Linked DNA regions of Macaca mulatta: region 2 is linked to region 1. The links are chromatin contacts, called in public Hi-C maps. All regions are on one chromosome and are shown on one strand. The core of a region is the stretch at or near the end of the contact, and the rest is flanking DNA. Distances in the headings are between cores, read along the strand shown. Region 1 holds the start of TBC1D20 (TBC1 domain family member 20). Region 2 holds the start of RBCK1 (RANBP2-type and C3HC4-type zinc finger containing 1).

What was found. Hi-C and Micro-C count contacts between places; a contact is called where the count stands out from the background.
Region 2: a Hi-C map of blood shows a contact between it and region 1, with 2.4 times the contacts expected there. The contact joins the promoter of RBCK1 here to the promoter of TBC1D20 in region 1. A contact is called at or near these places in 2 of 14 Hi-C or Micro-C datasets (CD4 T cells and blood).

What each region holds. Positions count from the first base shown.
Region 1 is chr10:83,693,330-83,696,360 of T2T-MMU8v2.0, reverse strand. It overlaps TBC1D20 (TBC1 domain family member 20), which reads right to left and starts at 1,410. Exons shown (of 8, transcript XM_015149310.3): 1 at 1,231-1,410. The coding sequence starts at 1,300.
Region 2 is chr10:83,747,308-83,750,338 of T2T-MMU8v2.0, reverse strand. It overlaps RBCK1 (RANBP2-type and C3HC4-type zinc finger containing 1), which reads left to right and starts at 1,536. Exons shown (of 12, transcript NM_001266297.1): 1 at 1,536-2,238. The coding sequence starts at 2,217.

The DNA.
Region 1 (3,031 bases), core at 161-2,660:
GAGGTCAGGAGATCGAGACCACCCTGGCTGACACGGTGAAACCCCGTCTCTACTAAAAAATACAAAAAACTAGCCGGGGGAGGTGGCGGGCGCCTGCAGTCCCAGCTACTCGGGAGGCTGAGGCAGGAGAATGGCATGAATCCGGGAGGCGGAGCTTGCAGTGAGCTGAGATCCGACCACTGCACTCCAGCCTGGGCGGCAGAGCGAGACTCCGTCTCAAAAAAAAAAAAAAAAAAAAAATAGAATCGCTTTGTATACAATAATTTACTCATTATTGAGATAGGGTCTCCATCTGTCACCCAGGCTGGAGTGCAATGGCGCAATCATAGAGTAGCCTCCAAGTCCTGGGTTCAAGCGATCCTCCCGCCTCAGCCTCCTGAGTCGTTGGGATCACAGGCTCAAGCCTCCACATCTGGCGTTAAAAAAAAAACTTTTTGTAGAGATGAGGCCTCGCTATGCTTCCCAGCCTGACCTCGAAATCCTGGCCTCAATCGATCCTCCAACCACGGCCTCCCAAAGCGCTGGGATTACAGGCGGGAGCCATAGCGCCAGGTCGCTTTTACACAACTAATCAACATTAAAATAGGTGGCAGAAGACAGACAGAAAGTCTATTTGTGGTTGCCAGGCTTCGTGAATACTGGGGAATGGGGAGTGCCTGCTAATGGGTAAGGGTTTCATTTCGGAATCAGACAGCGGCGATGGCTGCACAACTTTGTGAATGTGCTAAGAATCACTGAACTGTGCACCTTAAAGGGAGAATTGTATGGTAATTAAATCGGCGGTACGCGGACAGCGCGTCAATCAAGCCGGCGACAGTGAATGAAGTTCGGGAGAGCTGATTTCCCTCGGGGAGGCGGCTCCGGGAGTCTGCGAACGTGGCGGACGCCTGGGACGGGGTGGGCCTGCCAGCGCTCGGGGAGTCCCGGTCCTCTCCAGACGGAAGAAAGCCGGGGCGCGGAGCTCCCGCCCGCTCTTCTGCCTGGGGACGCTACTCTGCCGCCAGACTCCCTCGGGTCAGCTCGGCACCCGCCCGAGCCCCCCCGTTCCAGGCCCTCTCCCCATCAGACGTGCCTCGGGCCCTCCGCCTCTTCCTCTCTCGCCGCCCGGAACCCCGCCGCAGCCCCGGGTCGCCAGCCCGCGCCCCTCCGGCACCGCCTCCGCCACCAGCTGCCACTGCCCCCTGGGCCGCCCTCGCAGGCCGCTCCCGGCGCCCTGGTCGGCTTCCGTACCTGCCTTCTCCGTGCCGCCGTCCCAGTGGCTGGAGTTGGGGCCGTCGCCCTGCGCACTCCGGAGGGCCATGCCCCGGGGGCCCGGGCCCCCACCCGAGCCCCGGCTGGTGGCGGAGCCGGGAGAAAACGCGGCTCCGACCGCTGGACGTAGCGCCCGCTCGGCATCGGCAGGCTCCGCTCGGTCGGCCAGCGGCGCGCAGGCGCGAAGGCGCCCCGCTGGCCCCGCCCCGCGCCGGCACGTGACCTTGCGCTACGCCTGGACGCGGAAGGAGGGCGGTGAGCGCGCTGAGCAGTTAGTTTCCTCTGCGCTGTAGACTCTACGGTGTAGAGTGTGGCGCTTTTGAACGAGTGTGCTCAAGACCGGCTGTCATTTCCTTTGCTTCTTTCATCTGTTAAATAGTATAGATGATAATAAAAATATTGAACTCACAGGGTTATTGAGAGTGTTTAGAACATTACCAAGCATATAGTAAATACTCCACAATTATGACAAATCTTTGCTTACCAAGGATTTTTATTTTTTTTTACCTCCTGTCTCATCTCCCCACACGAACTCCTGTCATCAGTTCTTGGGTACTTGGGGATCTAGCAGGTTCATCTCATACGGGTCCGCAGGTTATGCACTGCACAAGGCCTGGGAGCGCCATTCACGTAGACGTTCATGTGAGCAGTGCCCCGCTTACATTGTGCAAAATAGTGGCCACTCATCTAAAGTAGCACTCTGGCTTATCAGGTCTGATTTCCTTCTCGTCTCCAGTGACGTTCCTTTCTTTCCAGTTGGACATCCATTCCCTTACTTACGTCCCTGATACTGTGATTGTGGCCTCCCGAATTTCTAGTACTAGCTCTTTATGCTGAGGTTCTTATAATTCCAGTTGCTTGATGACTCTCTTCCACCTCCCACCCCCAACTACAACAGTTCTTTATTATCCTGAGACCTCCAACCCATGAAACTCCTGACCTCGTGATCCACCCGCCTCAGCCTTCCAAAGTGCTGGGATTACAGGCAGCCACCGCGCACAGCCAAATTTTACAGTTTTATTCATAAATCTAGTAAATTATATCACTTATTTGGTCCCATTAATAAACTTAGCTAATTAAAATTCTTTGAACATTTGAAACTGCATTTATAAATTTAATTCATTTTTCTAAGTATCAGTTTTCTGTCTAGCAAAGCCTTTCAAGTCCTTGTGTAATTCTTGTAAATATAATAAATTTATAAGAATACTGAGTCATGAGTACTTTTAAATGTGTCAATACAAATGAGATTTCATCTTAAAATCAACAGTCTGAATCTATTATTCAAATACATATTTGTAATTAGTACAAGAATAATCTATTAGAATTCTCAAAATTCTTTCTTTTTTTTTTTTTTTTTTGAGACAGAGTCTCACTCTGTCACCCAGGCTGGAGTGCAATAGTGATCATAGCTCACTGCAGCCTCAAGCTCCTGGGCTCAAGCTATCCTCCTGTTGCAGCCTCCTGAGTAGCTAAGACTACCATGCCTGGCTAATTTTTTTAGTTTTTATAGAGGGGGTGGGGAATCTCGCTATGTTGCCCAGGCTGGTCTCAAACTCCTGGCCTCAAAGGATCCTCCTGCCTTGGCCTCCCAAAGCTCTGGGATTACAGGCATGAGTCACAGTGCCAAGCTCTTGAAATTATCTTAAACATTATAAGAATTTAAAGTATCATGTTTACACATTAATGCAAAATTAACACTAGAAGTTTGAAAACATTTCTAGTCTTTGTTCTAAGTCATCTTTGAGACCTGGCACAATGGCTCATGCCTGTAATCCCAGCA
Region 2 (3,031 bases), core at 287-2,786, 54 kb before region 1:
GCAAAAGAAAAATTATTACACATGGGCCGGGCTCGGTGGCTCATGCCTGTAATCCTAGCACTTTGGGAGGCCGAGCCAGGCGGATCATGAGGTCAGGAGATCGAGACCATCCTGGCTAACACGATGAAATCCCGTCTCTACTAAAAATACAAAAAATCATCCAGGCCTGGTGGCGGGCGCCCGTAGTCCCAGCTACTCGGGAGGCTGAGGCAGGAGAATGGCATGAACTCGGGAGGGGCAGCTTGCAGTGAGCCGAGATCGCGCCACTGCACTCTGGCCTGGGCGACAGAGCGAGACTCTTGTCTCAAAAAAAAAAAAAAAGAAAAAAGAAAAAAGAAAAATTATCCCAGATGAAGATCAGGTTCATTCCTTCATTCAACATATGGAGCCTCCGTTACGTGTTTGGAACTGTGCTAGACACCAGGAACACAGCAGTGAGCAAAACAAATCAAAAAGTCCCTGCCCTCGAGGAGAGGAAAACAGACCCAGAAAAACATAAATAAGTAAAATATGCTCCGTTAGACAGTAATAGATGCTGAGAAGAAAAAAAAATGAAGCCAGGAAGGCGGATGTGAAATGCTGGATACATGCGTGTCTGTGAAATTTCAGATGGAGTAGCTAGGGAAGATTTTTGGGTAAAGACCAAAATAAAGGGAAGGAGCGAGCCATGCAGACGTTTGGGTTACGGCAGGTGCAAAGGCCCTAAGGCAGGAGTGTGTCTGACTTACTCCAGGACCCAGCAGGTCAATGGGACTTGAGTGGAGTGAGGCAAGGGCAGGGTAGTCAGCTACGAAGACAGAGATCTGGAGGCAGTTTGCAAGCACTGGGGAAGATCTCGGCTGTTACTTTAAGCGAGATGGGAGTACTTGAGTCGGGGAGTGGCCTGAGTTTGATTTACATTTTAACAGGACTCTCAGGCAGCTGGGTGGAAATGGACAGAAGAGGGCAAAAAGAGAAGCAAGGAGGCCCAGGAGGAGGCTGATTCAGGACCCCTGAGATGATGGAGCACTGATGGAGCTGGAGCGGGATGGAGCCGGAGGAGGTGAGGGATGAGAGTCTGCAAGTGGAGCCCACAGGATCTGCTGATCGATGGGACGAGGAGCGGGAGAAAAATTAAAGCAGGCGAATGCAAACTTCACCAATAGCTCAACGAAAAGACAGACGGTGACCGCTGAGAGGCAGCGTCGGACCTGGGTAAGGGCGGGTTCCTGAGCCTGCCAGGCCTGGATTCAAACCTCGGCTGAGTGGCCTTGCACAGGTCATCAACAAACAGAGCCTTCGTTTATTCATTTGCAAACGGAGCCAAGGACCGGGCCTGCCCCGTGGTATGCCTGAGGCTTGGGTGAGCAGGCGCCGGCCTCGCAGGGGGCGCTCCTAACCCGTCCCCGGCAGCTCGACGCTGTGGATCTAGCCGCCTTCCAGCCCCGGCTCCAGCTCCTGCTCAGGTTCCTGCTACTGCCCCCGGCCCCCGGCCCCCGGCCCCGGGCCCCGCGCCCCGCGCCCCGCCCACCCCGCCTCTCGGCCCTGCCCCCTCCCGCTGCTCCGCGGTGCAGGCCGCAGGGTGAGCCCGGCGGGGTCCGGGGGTCCGCGGTTAGCCCCGGAGGACAGGGTGGGGTCGCCCCAAACAGGAGCGCCGGGAGCGCTGGAACCCCGCCCTCGGCGTCCGCCGCCGCCGGGTGGCCGGGCATTGGAGGTCCCGGATGAGGCGACAATTTTTCCGGCCCCCCTCCCAGTCCCGCCCCACTTCCGGGGCCGCCACTTTCACTTTCTCTTCCGCCGAAGCCGCTCCGCTTGCGAAGAACTGGGGCCTCCTGGGAGGAGAGAGGGCTTTGCGTTGAAACCCAGGACGCCAGGAGTGCTCCCGCAAGTGGGGGTCCTCCGGGACTTGGAACGCCCCGGCTGGGCGGTGTCCGGGCGTCCTTTCCCCGCTTCTCCCCACCTCGGCTGGTCCCGTTTCCTCTTGCGCCCAGTGCGGACTTGTCTCGGCGCCCGCTGCCCTCTCACCGCCCCACTCGGGATCCCGGCCTGGTCGCCAGGCAGTGTGATGCTTCCCGATTGCCGCGGGGACAGCGAGGCACAGACAGAACTTGGGCCGCGCCGGAGGCCACACGGCCTGGCTGAGTTGCTCCTGGTCTCCCGCCTCTCCCAGGCGACCCGGAGGTAGCATTTCCCAGGAGGCACGGTCCCCCGCAGGGGGATGGGCGCAGCCACGCCAGATGGACGAGAAGACCAAGAAAGGTGGGCAGAGGCTGGAGGTGGCTGGGGACCTTCCGGTGGGAAGTGGGCCCCGCAGGACCTGGCCTTGCCTGCCTGGAAGGACCTTGGAGAGGGGGCTTTAGCCTGCCCTCCCTCTGCCCCCCTCCCCATCAGTTTCCTCCTTTAGTACCTACTGGCTTCCAGAGCCATCTTGGGGCCCTGAGAACTCCTTGGGCCGGCTCTGTGCTGAGATGGGGCTTGGGGACTCGCAGAGGACACAGGGCATTGAACTTGGAGACCTCCTGGGCTGGTGGGATACAGACCTCAGTTGACCTGAGTAGCAGGGGTCCTTGCCTTTTCTCTTGCCCCCTGCACCTAGGGTTGTAGAACAGAAGTCAATCACTGCCTTGCTGGAAACCTTCCCATGCCCCTCTGTGTTCTACAAACAAAACCCAGAGCCCCTGGGTGGCCCACAGGACATCTCTCCTCAGTCACCCCGCCATGCTCACTCTACTGGAGCCCCACTGGCTTCTTTCGGTTCTCATCCAACCATTTCTTGGCCAAGGCCCTTACTCTTCCTTCCACCTGGACCACTCTTCCCCACTGGGGCTTGACACGTGCAGCTTCTCCTCCTTCAGGTCTCACCTTCAGTGTTACTCCCTCCCAGAAGCCTCCCCTGGTCTCCTTAACCTGTTTATTTTCCTGCCAGCAAGGATCACAATCTGACTTTTTTTTTTTTCTTGTTAAACTTGTTCATTGTTTCCCCACTGGGCAGGGAGATCCATAAGGAGAGGGACCCTGTTTATAAATCTCTGTGGGATTCCAGTTCCTGGGA